Regions from separate parts of the Mus musculus genome. Here region 2 is linked to region 1. Evidence: chromatin contacts called from public Hi-C data. All regions are on one chromosome and are shown on one strand. The core of a region is the stretch at or near the end of the contact, and the rest is flanking DNA. Distances in the headings are between cores, read along the strand shown.

Evidence for each region. A called contact is a pair of places that touch in the nucleus more often than the background predicts.
Region 2: a Hi-C map of cerebral cortex shows a contact between it and region 1, with 1.9 times the contacts expected there. The contact joins two enhancer-like sites. A contact is called at or near these places in 1 of 15 datasets of contacts at CTCF or cohesin (CD8 T cells), 15 of 484 Hi-C or Micro-C datasets (Kupffer cells, Sertoli cells, bone marrow-derived macrophages and 10 more) and 6 of 115 datasets of contacts at active chromatin or transcription factors (CD8 T cells, bone marrow-derived dendritic cells, embryonic stem cells and 2 more).

The regions. Positions count from the first base shown.
Region 1 is chr2:52,508,720-52,515,429 of GRCm38.p6, reverse strand. The region is part of intron 2 of Cacnb4 (calcium channel, voltage-dependent, beta 4 subunit); the gene reads left to right. Among named protein-coding and RNA genes, the nearest start is that of A430018G15Rik, 87 kb to the right of the region's middle. Within about 2 kb of position 5,114, at least 28 of the 459 cell types and tissues checked have an H3K27ac peak or open chromatin away from gene starts, as enhancers often do. A contact at or near this core is called in cerebral cortex, where this site is marked.
Region 2 is chr2:52,586,805-52,593,618 of GRCm38.p6, reverse strand. All of the region lies in intron 2 of Cacnb4 (calcium channel, voltage-dependent, beta 4 subunit), which reads left to right. Among named protein-coding and RNA genes, the nearest start is that of Cacnb4, 86 kb to the left of the region's middle. Within about 2 kb of position 3,033, at least 68 of the 459 cell types and tissues checked have an H3K27ac peak or open chromatin away from gene starts, as enhancers often do. A contact at or near this core is called in cerebral cortex, where this site is marked.

The DNA.
Region 1 (6,710 bases), core at 3,865-6,364:
CTGGAATATGTGCTCCATTTTTTTTTTTTGACAAAGTCTCTTGATGAGCCCAGAGCTCATGTATCTGGCTAGACTGCTGGTCAGAATATCTAAGATCGTTCTTTCCATGTCTCCCCAAAGCCAGATTATATCAAGAAGTCCAGATTTTTACCTCAGTGTTGGGGTCCTAACTCAGGATGGCATGCTTACGTGGCAAACACATTCCTGACTGAGTCCGTCTCTTCAGTGGTTTTAATAAGGTTCGACTCTGTCACTCCTTACCAATAAGCTTCTTTTGTCTTTGAGTCTTTATGACATAGAATAGACAAATGAAACCACGCTTGCTAAGCACCCAGCACTGGCTCTGGTACATGATCCTTTGAGAGATGAAGCACTCTGCCACACTCTGATCACTTTTCTCTTTCACAGACTAGATTAGTGTATATTTGAGCTTAGACACATGAGCATGCACACACACACACACACACACACACACACACACACACACACAGAGAGAAACCAATTTTCCTCAGAATCTTATCGGGTGGCTTCATTCACTTCATTGGTCCTTTCTACCTTTCCCAGATATACAAAGTCTATACTACATAGGAAGGGAGCAGAAAATTCTTATTTACATGAGAACACCAGTGTTTTAGGACCATCCCTTGAGATGATGTTGGTGGTGACAAAAAACACACCTTACAAAATCCATAAAGTCCAGCTGTTCCATCCTCAGACACCTTTCAACCCTCTGCAGGTAAAGCCTTCACCCTGGCCTCCTTGGGGTGTCAGCTTCTATTGCCGTTGTACTGCAGGCTCCTTCTCGGGCACCAGTGCGTGCTTCATCACCTGGGTCACTGTGTGTTGGGAAGAATTGCCTAAGAAAACCCAACCTACATTGTAAAAGGATTTCTTCAATCTGGTTGCTTTGATAATGATGCTACATTCAAAAAGAAAAAGTCCACAGATGTCAAAATGTAAAGACTGTGACTTTGAATTTCAATGTGCCCTAAACTAAGGAGTCAAAGTGTTCAGAGCCCAACCCTCACTGACCACATTCTGTAAGGGAAACTGGAGCAGAAGTGGAGTCGTCTTCCCCGGGGGAGCTTGGTGTGCACAGGGGCGGAGCAGCCGCCCAGCTGCACTGCCCATTCTCTTAAACATGGCTTCGTGTTTTGGGGCAGCACTTTCCTATCTATAAAAAGGCAAGTGAGAAGAACAATAAAACTACTCAAGGACTGTGGTGGGCTTATATATAATATGCGTGAAGCCTGTTTGACGCCCTGTTAAGTAAAGGATCTTCATTAGAGAATGAGACTAACCAGGATGCCTCACTGATGTTGAAAAGATAGCATGTGTCCATCGGACAATCAGAGAATATAATCCTGCTAACAGCATACTAAGTTCTGGGAATTATATTATCAGGCTGAGGCCCAGACACCGAGGCTTCTATATTTCCTTGGGTACCGTACTTATTGGGAGAGGTTACAATTATGAAGTGCTACCCCTTGGGGTGCTTAGAATGCAGAAGTTTATTGTTTCAATGTTCTGGAGACTGGGAATCTGACATCAAAGCACTGGCAGGGACATGCTTCCCCCACAACCAGAAAGGGAAGGACCCGTGCTGGTTAGTTTTTCTGGTTGACCGACAGTCGAGGGTTATCTGGGAAGAGGGAACCTCCATTGAGGAAGAGCTTTCGTCGGACAGGCAAGTCTGTCTGGCATTTTCTGGATTTCTGATTGGTGTGGGAGGATGCAGCTCCTTCAGGATGGTGCTACTGTGTCTGGCCTGAGATAGATAAGAAAGCTGGGAGAACTAGGGGAACCAAGTCAGTAAGCAGCATTCCTCCACGGTCTCTGCTTCAGTCCTGCATTAGATTCCCCCTGATGATGCACAGAAACCTGTAAGGAAAAAAAAAAAAAAGATCCTGTTCTCCCAAGTTGCTCTCAGACATGATGTTTATTACAGACAAAGAAATCTGGCTACGGGAGGACCCTTCCTTCCTTCAGCTATGGGTAGCTTGGATCTTGCTTGGTTTGTGGTGGCATGATCGCTTTCCTCTGGTATATCTTTATTTCCCTGTTCCCTGATTCTATAGGTGTGTGCGGAGATCAGAACAGGGAACTCAAGTGTCTTCCTGTGTTGCTCTCAGAGTTATTGCCTCAATACGGGATTAAACAGAAGTCTTGCTGTTGTTGGTTTGGCAGCCTGGGCAGTGAGATTTTGGGAGCTGCCTTCTCTGTCCCACAGAATTAGGGCTGTAGGCAAGCACAGCCATGCCTGGCTTTTTGTGTGGGTGTTGAGGGTTTGAAATCAAGTACTCGTGCTTGCAGAGCAAGCACACTTACACACTGAGGAATCTCCCCAGTCCCAAACTTCTCCTTTTCATAAGGTCACTAGCAAAAGGCCAGAGTGCTTCCCTTTTTGTGTGTGTGTGAAGTTGGAGTTTATTAAGGAAAGGTTTAGTGTGGAAATAACCTTGGGTTTTTAAAGGGAAGCTTAGGAAAAGGACACCAGTATATGCCAAGGGTGAGTGTGAGCTTAAAACTTAGCTTGACTTACCTCTTAAAGGACCAGACTTCCAAATGTCCAGTTCTGAGGAGCTGGGCTTAGATTTTCAGCCTGCTTTGACACACTTTATCATTAAAGGCAAAGTCCCTTCACTGTGGTGGCATTTACAGACTGCTCTTAGTTGGATCTTTCCAAATTTTGGAGTCACCTATTATCTGTGGCCATCTAATTTGGTGAAGACTTGCTGTGTCAGTACAGGTGATGAGTCCTTGCTTAGTAGCTCATAGCTCATTTGATCATCTTCTTAAAATACCCTCCCTGCTACATTAGAAGTGTTTTAGTTGCAGAGGTAATTTGTTCTTACTCTAACAACTAAATACAAAAGCACAATAAATAAAATAAAATAAAATAAAATAAAATAAAATAAAATAAAATTCTCCCCTGCTCTCTGCCATTGTCTCCTCCTAATACCAAAGTAGTATTTCCAGCCTGGTGTCAGCCTCTCCTCTGTTCTTCCCTGCTCAGTCATGTGTGAATACGCCTGTCATCTTGGGTTGTTTATCCCCACAGAAATAAGATCCTGCCTGCCAGGTACTTTTCCTGGTCCCAGGTCATGCAAGGAAAGCTGTTTCTTTTTGAGAGTCACCAAAGATGTGGGTGGCCCCACAAGGTGTCGATGCTTCCCTCGATGGTGGAAATTCAGATCACCACTGCCTCCCCCCCCCCCCCCCATTTTGAGCTATAGGGATCGATGATGAATGGAGGTAAGGGGCCTCTCTTTGTTTTCTCACTGTGCAACTCCGACATGCACTGTTTATACAGACAACAGCAGCAAGGACGACATGTCAGCTCCTAACACAAACACGAATGTCTGAGAGGGCGTCGGAGTGTGGCAATGAGCTGGCCCACTCACTACTGCTCTAATGCCATTTGCCTGCCTCGGGAAAGCACGACAAGACTGCCAGGGACCGAGAGGGAGCTTCAAAATGAGGTTGGAAGCATCTCTGAGCCCTTAACTTAATGATGCCTGAGTCTCGCTAATTTGCCGTTGCATTGTTCCTTTTGTGAGCTGAGAATAAGCCTTCGTATGTCACGCATTCCAAATGCAATTCCCAATTAGACTGGACAAGCAGGCTCTTCAGTAAGAAAAAAAAATAATTAGAGCCGACTAAAGATAACCTGCCTTTTATAGGTAAGTTTAAAGTCATGCCACCCTCCACTTTAGGGTAATTTCAGGGCTTATTTTGTGTATAGGAACATCAGGAATAGGTACCAGATATTGTGTTCTAACCACTGGTTAGCATCACTCAGACAAACTGGTTCTATTTTCATGATCAATAGCCAGCTAGTGTGCTGCAATGACCTGGGATAACCTGTGAGCACACAGGCAGGACATGAGCTTATAGGTGTATATATTTTAACTGACAAGGAATGGAATGTGACTGGAATTGGAGAGACGGAAGCAGGGCTTGCTTGGATACAACACTGCCATGTTTGGGTTTCTTACTCTTCAGAAGCTTGTGACAGAAACTAGTAACCATCGAATATTTGATATTTTGCAGAATATTATATATAGTATAATACTATGTATTTTATGTAACAAACTATAATGTAAATCATAGGGATACATGTAAAGGCAGGTATATAGATGTTGGTAGATGCATATATTTCAAAATGGAGGCTGGGCAGACACACAGTGAATGATAAATGCTGCCATGGTTGGTTGGTATCAGAATTAAAAAGTTAAGATAGATTCCTATTCATTAATCATCTAAAATTTTCATATAGATTGAAGATCTAAATGAAAATAAAATTAAGACAAAAGTCATGCCATAATAAATTGTTTGTATAACTCCCAAGACATAATCACTGAGGGAAGTCAGGGCAGTAACATAAGGCAAGAACTCACAGGCAGGAGCCAAAGCAGTAGCCGTGTGGAATGTTGCTTACTGGCTTGCTCTCCCTAGACTGCTCAACTAACTCTCCTATACATTCTGGTACATCTGCCTAGGAACAGCACCTCTTATGGTATTCTGGGCCATCCTACATCAAATAGTAGTCAAGAAAATGCTCCCATAGGCGTGCTTACAGGCCAATATGATGGAGGCCAGTCCTCTGTTGAGGCTCCCTCTTCCCAGTGTGTCAAGTTAACACCTGAGATCAGCCATCACAATGCAGGTTTAAAGTTCCCATCCAGAAATTGACAGTCAGTAAGAATAAGCTGTTTAAAGCTTAGACGACATGTGAATGTTGTTTGGTTGTATTTCTCTATGTATAGGCAGTTGTCCATACTCCCAAATCCAGGCAGCCTAGAATGAAGCTTTCCTGTCATGCTGAACACCAGACCCCAAGACCTCATCCCGTTTCTCTGTGATGCTCACCGCACACGGCCATGCCGACTCTCTCTTGGGTTCTCAGTCTCTTCTCTCCCACTTCCTCCTCCCTACCCCATGATCTTTCGATGTGTGTGACAATGCCCTCTTCTTCGTGTTTGACAAGAAAGAAGTAGGGCAGGGAGCCACAGATGGAGAGAATGAACCAGATTGGTCACGTTCACCTCTGCTGTATGGATAGGACAATGGTGCCATTCTCCTGTGTCACCTTCCCTCACACAGTCTTGGTTGTCTGCATCGCTCCACCCACTTAGCACCCACAGCTGGATGGGAGCAGAGCAAGACAATCACGCTGATTCACCTCTGATCCATCATCGTTAAAGGCAGCCCCTGGTGCTGCGCCTCAGCTCTGCCGCCTGACCCCAGTCCTGCCTCCTCTTCCATTCCACCCATATCCTCTGCTCTTCCATCGAGCCCTGGCATCTCCCCCCTCCTCCCCTCTACTGATGACCTTGTAGCTCTTTTTAATTAAAAGACAGAAACAATGAGAGAAGAATCCTGATGCAGCCCATCCGCGAATCTTCCCTACCCGCCTCCGCCTTCCTCCGCTGGCTTCGAGAATGACTGTGCACCTGTCTTTGCCCAACCCCAGCCTCTTGTGCGTTCGATTGATCTCCTGCCTACTCAGGGCCTAGCTTCAGCAGTTCTCCTTGTTCTTATGCTGCCAGTCTCCCCCATCTCTACTGAATCACTCTCATTTGCAATACAGATGTCCTCTGGTCCTCCCATATTAGAACATCCTGGGTGGGCGCGCTCCCTCCTCCCCTTGCCCATCTCTCCCTTCCGTCTCAGCAGGTGTTCTTCGCTCGTTTGTGCCGGGACTCTGTTAATGGTCTAGTGAAGCCTATGGACTCCTTCTCAGGACAATGTCTTTCAATGTTTCAAATAGGAACATAGGGCTACAGAAGGAACACATGATATAATTATCACTAATAATAATATTTTATCTGGCAGGATAGGCTAACATTTTCCTTATTAATATGCTAATGCATTTAATATAAAAGCAAGCTAAAATTTTTAATTTTTAATTTTTTTTACCTTTATTTTTTGTGCATTGGTGTTTTGCCTGCATGTATATCTAGGTGACTGTCAGATCTTAGAGACACAGACAGTTGTGAGCTGCCATGTGGGTACTGGGATTTGAACCCTGGTCCCCTGAAAGAGCAGTCAGTGCCCTTAACTGTGGAGCCATCTCTCCAGCCCCCTACATTTTAATTTTTAAGTAAAAACAAAACATACCACTACAAAGTTCTCTGTAGTTATAACCTTTACACTTCCTGTGCTCCAAAAGTCTATGCAGTGTTATAAGGGTTACAACTTCCCATTGGATCTATTAAGTTTAAACAATGAAAATGGCTTGCCTGTGATAACATTGGTGAACAAGGTATTATGTATAGAAAAGGAATGGAGCACTCTAGATTTCTCCCATAGAATGATGCAGCTGGGTTGAATATTCCTGAGTCACTCTCATGATCACTTGAAATCTAGTCCCACGTATAAAAACACCTTGGCGACAGTTGTGAGCATGGTGTCTTAAGGTTTCTGCAGCTGTCCCTATGAGATGTGAAATACATTTTCCATAAACTGAGAAGTAACAGACTACTGATACTACATTAATGATGGATGGAAATGGAGACGCACTATAGAGTCAAAATAAAGTTTCAGGGTTGTGCCGTCTAAGTTGGTAGATTCCTTGTGTTTATCCCCGGGTTCTTCAGGGTCCCTCATTTAAGGACCCTGCTCCTCATAACAGCCCTCCCTCTAAAAAGCTCTCTGTTCCCTGCCTTCTGCATCTCCTTTGTTCTGTGGAACTCTCTTCACTCAGG
Region 2 (6,814 bases), core at 1,784-4,283, 80 kb before region 1:
CAACAGGAGAAGGAAAAAGACCAGGACAATTAGGTATCAGATGTCTGCAGAGGGAGACTGGGCTGACTGCAGACTGAAGGTATCCAGACGCTGACTGTATTTTCCTGTGTTGTCTTGAAAACCTCGGTCCACAGCTGCACAAGCATAGCATAGAGCAGGCCATTGCTCGAGCACAGATGTTGCTGTGTGCTTATGTGCAGGCGAGGATCCTCCCTACACCGGATCAACTTTAATTTTAGAGTAGTTGTAGATGTACAGATGGCCCTGTAGTCATCACCAAGGGTTTCTGGGCCTATCCTGGGGGGGAAGGGGTATATTCCTGCCCTATTATCATCTGACTGTAGTCTGGCACATTTGTTATAGTTAATGGACTGGTAATATTGACTTTGCTTCATTTAGATTTCCTTAGCTTTAGCCTGGTCCCCCTGACTCCCCACCCCCTTTTGTCTTAAGGTCACACCCAGGATGCCACATGATATGTAGTTGTCACATCTGCTAGGCTACTTTGGGATGTGACAGTTTTCTCTGGCCTATTTTCCACCCGCTTTGAGCTAATTTTTAAGAGGTGTCCTTTCTCGACTCAGGGAAGTGCAGGATGGTGATATTCATAGGGACATTCAACTCCCTCGTGAATCTTTCCATCAACAAATACTTACAGTACTTAGAGATGAAGTAGCTGAACCTAACAAAGGAGCCACAGTACATTGCCTTCCTTGTCTCATGCCAAGCCACTTTGCCCTTCACAGTGTTTGAAGATTCCCCCGGGGATCTTGTTAAAATGCAGACTTGTTTGGAACTTTCACAGCGGGGGTCAGGGTTTTGTGTTTTTAACAAGCTCCCAGGTGCAGCCATGCCACCCCTCCTCACCCTTAGGATGCAGACCCCACACTTAGGCAGAGCTCCACACCGGCTAGTGAGAGCCTGGGGAAGGATGGAGGATGGAGTGGTAGGTAAACTGCATGTCTGCCAGCAAGATGTTTGCAACTTAGAGAACAAAACGGGAGAAATAACCTAGACACAGAAGACTCAGTCTTGTGGGATTCGGTACATACGAGGTATTAAATGCAGAGACAGAAAGTAAAGTGGGATCACAGCTGTCTCGGGGAGGAGGGAATGGGGAGTTGGTGTTAGATGTGTACAGACTCAGTTTGTACAATGAGAAGATTTTGGAGGTGGATGGCAATGAAAGTTGCACAAAAAAAAAAAAAAAAAAAAAAAAAGCATGTCGTTAATACCACCGAACGGCACATTTAAAAAATTGTCAAAGTAGCAATATTTCTGGTGTGTGTATTCTACCACAATTGAAAACACTCTTTAAAAAGACACTGTGAGGGCTGGAGAAGTTAAGAGCACTGGCTGCTCTTCCAGAGGTCTCAGGTTCAACTCCCAGCACCCACATGGCAGCTTACAACTCTAACTCCAGTTGCAGGGGATCTGATGGTGCTTAACACAGACACAAAACAGTGCCCATAAACCAAAAATAAAAAATTGCTTAAAAGACTAGGTGTTAGAGTTGTCAGGAGAAAGATGAATGATGTCAGTAGAAGTTCAGACATGGAACTTGGGTAATGTGACAGGCACAACGTGCTTATAGACTCATTTCTAACAATGCTTTGAGGCAGCCACTTGTCATCTTGCTGTCCAGATGACAGGATCAAGAAGGGTCACAGAATGGGTTTGGAGGGCTGTTTTAGTCAGTGAAGTACTTGCTATTAATTCATCAGGACCTGAGTTAGATCTTCAGACCCAAAATGGAAAAGCCAGGCGTGGTGGCATGTCGCTGTAACCCCTGTGTGAGGGAGGTAGAGGCAGACAGAACCCTGAGGCTCCTTGGCCAGTCAGCCTAGTGTGAAGAGCTCTGGGCTAAATAAGAGACTCTGTTTCAAAAACCAAGTTGTCCAGCTCCTAGACACCACACCAAGACTGATCTCTGGTCCTTACATGCATTCTTTAGGGTCTCAACAGTGTCTTCCATGGTCGATAGTCAACATACATGGGAACAGTTTAAAGCAAGATGACGGGGCCCATGGGACTGTTGTGAATTGAGGAGAGCATGTCCCATTCAACCAAAATTCCAGGGACTTAGGCCACTGATAGGCTTGGGTAATATTGAAAGTTGGGAGGTCCTCAGATCCCTGATGATGTGCGTGCGGCCTGCGTCATGGGCATGCAAGACCATAAGACACATGGTGCATGTCTTCCTGGCTGTGTCAGTAGAGTAGGAATGAGTGCAGTTTCACCAAGTGCCGTAACTATGATGTTTGTAATACAGCAAGGATGGGTGGAGTAACTCCTGAGGGTAGGCAGTGTCCTGAGCACTCTGCTGTGGCCTCTAATGACCCATTCACTCATGGTTGTTATCTCTGTCGGCCACAGGGCAGAGCGGGCCAGGATGAGCACAGCAGAAACCCAGGGTGAACTGGTTGCACTTGTACTACTGTTAATTAACTCCAGCTTTCTGAAAGCTGCTGCTTTTGTTTCTTCATGGCACTGTACTACAAGAGCAATTTAAACAGGAACCGCTAGATGTCGCCACCCAGTGTTTCTTAAATGTGGCAGAAGCAAGGGACAGGGCAATTCTCCCTCTACCTTGAAGACAATGGAGCAAAAGCTCGATCATTTATGACTTCCTGTTGGAAAGTGTCACCCTGAGCAGCTACCACAGTGGACTATCTCCTTTCCACCCTTTGCCTTAGCTGACTGTTTGCTTGTGGGTTTTTTTTTTCTTTTTCTTTTTAATTTTACAAAAGGCAATGGGAACTGTCATTTCATACGTCAGCTTCTTCCCACACCAACTACAGGAGCTGCTGTAGGCAGGAGGGGAGGACAGAATTGACCACAGGGGCTTTGGTGGAGGTGGGGGTGGGGGGAAGGGAAGGAGTGAGGGAGGAGGGAAGGAGAGTAGGGGTAGGAAAGGCAGCTTGCTTCCTATTTAAATGCACTTATGAATTGCACCAGTGCTATAATTAGGCCCTTACTCCCAGCACTGGCAGGAGCGCAGCAAATATATGCTCAGCAGAGGCACAGTGGACCTTGTAAATTGTGTGAGACAGCAAGGAGCACCTGGGCAGGGAGGCGAGAGGGTCCTGCGCCTCTTGGTAGCAGAGGGTGATGGAGGGACACGTGCTGTTGGCTTTTTCAGAAGACAGGAGAGGGGAGGAGAAGCTTCATGCTGCCCTGGATAGAGGAAACTCACTCGTTTAGCACTGAGTTATCCAGTGTGCGGGCTCTGCTTCAAGTGCCCACAGAAGAGAATCACATTGAGCAAATCAGTCAAGTAAGGCTTCCCTCTTTCCCAGCTCCAGGCACTTTCTCTTCTGTGAACTTGCAGAGGATTCTCTAGCTCTAAATCCCATCAATACAGTGACAGATGACTTTTTTTTTTTAACTCAGTGCATCTAAGGCAGACAGTGAAGAGAACGTTCTTTAAAACAACGATATGTAACACAGACAAAGGTAGGCAGGGAGGTGGTGGGGGACCACGGGAAAACCTTGGAGCATTCATGGGAACTCATCTCTTAGCTTTTGGGCAGGAGGTTGAAGTACACAGGGTGAATTGGGAGCTGATTGAAAGGCAGGGCTGAAAAGGCTGCGAGAACGGCTGCACAGAGCTTTGGGAGACTCTGGAAAATCAAAAGAATGGTGCAGAGCAATGCTTTCAACTCAAGGAGGAAGAGGTCAGCCACAGACCAAACGCTGTGCTTTCTAGAGCCTTGCAGAAATGGTTTGTGATCAGGTAGAAGGCAATGCTTTGCCTCGGCAATAGAAGGAATTTGAAAAAAAATAATGTATTGTTTAACTATGTGTACCTTTGCGTGGGTCTCTGTGTGCACATACACATGGAGGGCAGAAGAGGGCAGCAGATTCGCTCTAGCTGGAGATAAAGTGGGTGTAAGGTGCCCAACAGATAGTGGGGACCAAACTTGGGTCCTCTGCACAAGGAACAAGTGTTCTTAACTGATAAGCCATGGCTCTTGCTCGAAGAATGGTTTATTACATTTTATTTATTTATTTGTTTGTTTGTCTATCTATCTACCTATTTATTTATTTATTTATTTATTTGATTTACAGTGTGTATGGGGGTAGGGTACATGCATGCCACAACATGCGGGTGAAGGTCAGAAAGCAGCTTGCAGGTGTCTCTTTTCTCCTTCCACTATTTTGGTCCCTGCAGCAAGTGCCTTTACTCCCTGTGCCATCTCACTAGCCTGACAGCACACATTTTGAAAATTTGGAACAACACTATTGAAGCTTTCCTTTGTGTTATTAATCCATACAGAGACTTTGTGTTAATCCACGAAATGCAAAGACTAAGCTCTCTCAAGTGGGAACACTGCTAACATTAGTCGTAACTTCTCCTCACTGGAGGGAATCAAAATTACTTCCATCTGCGTCCCGCGTCATCGCCAACACCACCTAGAAGGGAACTGGAATTCATATTCATTCATTCACACTCAGGACATTCAGATAGGAAGACTGCTGTGAATTTGAAGCCAGACTGAACTAATAGGGAGTTTCAGGGTAGGCCGGGCTACAGAATGAGAGTGTGCATCTCTGTCTCTCATACCATATAAAAACAATAGCAACACTAATAAGACCCTACTACACATTTGAGCCATGTATTATCTTATGGGATTCCATAAACAGAGGACCCCCAAAGAGATGGGAATTTCCCCAGGAATCTCATTCTGGGAGAAAAAAAAGGGTGCCAGCCCAGAGTGGGAAGTTGTCTGCTGGGAAGAGATTTTACACAGCTTTAATAACCTTTCAGACCATCTTACAGGATGAGACAGAAGCCCAGACAATGAAGAGCTGACATTTGGCAGGACCACACCTTGACCAGGACTGCCTGAAGACACAGATTGACTTGGGGGTGGGGAGGTCACTGGATTGTTTTGTTCCTGTATGTTTGATAGACGGTAGGAAGATGAGCACCCCAAGACCCAGCACCTAGGGGTTCAATAACTTGTCCAAGGTGATAATATTCTAGTAGGATATGTTGCATATTTGACCTCATATGGATTCTAACTAAAATGAATAGATTCCATTAATAACGACTTTGTTTGGAGGAAGTACCTTCTGAGTCTTTCTGTGCAGACTCTAGGGCGTGGCACTCTGCTACCTCAGAGCTGATGTATGTGCAGACAGACAGCCCAGCAATACATCTCCTATCAGTGTCAGTGCCATATAATGTGTGTGGCACTTAAAAAATCCTTAAAATAATATATTCCTAAGTCATTGAAAGAGTACCAACATAAATGTTTAAAGCAAGCAGAAAAGGGGGTGAGGGAGAAACTCATCTTGCAACTGTTTTTTTTGTTTTGTTTTGTTTTGTTTTGTTTTGTTTTTGTTTTTCAAGACCGATTCTCTGTGTAGCCCTGGCTGTCCTGGAACTCACTCTGTAGATCAGGCTGGCCTCGAACTCAGAAATCCACCTTCCTCTGCCTCTGCCTCTGCCTCCCAAGTGCTGGAATTAAAGGCGTGTACCACTACTGCCCGGCTTAAAACAAACAAACAAACAAACAAACAAACAAACAAACAAACCAACCGTGTAGCCCAGGCTTGTCTCGTGATCCTCCTGCCTCTGCCTCCTTCAGCAAATCCTACTGGTGTGCACCACTACCTGCAGGACTGTGTTTAGGAAGGTGTGTGGTGCCAGGAGTTCCAGCGTTCATGTGCCTCCTTCAGGCCTTTCCTAAGCCACTGAAGGGTGGTCTGCAGCTTCTTCTGTGGCCTTACACTGAGTGTGTGAGTGTGTGTGTGTGTGTGTGTGTGTGTGTGTGTGTGTGTAACTTTTGGGAATCCTGAGCCCTTTCAGGTCATTCTCTGGTAGGATAACTGACAGCATTTTCTTCCCTCCCCCACCCTCCCTCCTTGCCATTTCTGTGTTTGGAATAACATCTGCTATGCAGCAAGCCACAAGGTTTACCCATTGCCATCCTTTGATCTCACTATGTATCTAGGATAGCTTTGAACTCATGGGAAACAAAGTATCCTACTGCCTCCGCCTCCTGTGGAGCTGAGACTATAGGCCTGCACCACTGCACTTGGCTAGAAACAAAATTTTTGAAGACAATTAAACATCACATGTCCCTGGTATTTTGTCATAGTTTCGCCCTCTACCCACTGCTGCCTTGCTACTTCCTGGTTCTCCATAGCCCCTGGGCTCCCTCTTGCTTGAATCACAGCCTGCTGGAAGCTCCTTCCTCCCAGAGCACTTCTTACTCCAGGATTCATGTTTTCAAAAACTAGATGGACTCTGCCTTGATTAAGGGGGCTTTTGCTCATGCCTCAGCTCCCAGCAGACAGAGGATCCCAAAGAAATGGAATTTTCCCCAGTAATCTCATACCTGGGGAAGGAAAGAATGTTAGCTCAGAGGGGCATCTTGTCTCCAGGGAAGAGATTTTACACAGCTCCAACAACTTTTCAGACCATCTTATAGGATGTGACTATAAGTCTTTGGCAGGACCACACCTTGACCAGGATTGGTTAGATGTGTGTACCCTTGGTCCCTGTTTAAACTTTGATATCACTGAAGTCCTGAAGACAAAGAAGGACTTAGGGGGTTCACTGGCTCACTTTGTCCCTTTTTCCATTGAATAAAGCTTTTTTTCTGCTTTTTTACTTTTAAGTTGGCTCTTTTTATTGGCACCTTGAGGTCAGTGGTCAGAGCTGATTTGGGGCACAGGTTGTGACGCCGCCGCCCCCCCCCCAAGTCTGCTAACACTATCTCCTTCCACCTCCCCTGTGCAAGGTTTCCCGGACCAGGCAGACTGTCCAGAGGCTGGCCACAATGGCGATGTAGGCCATGCT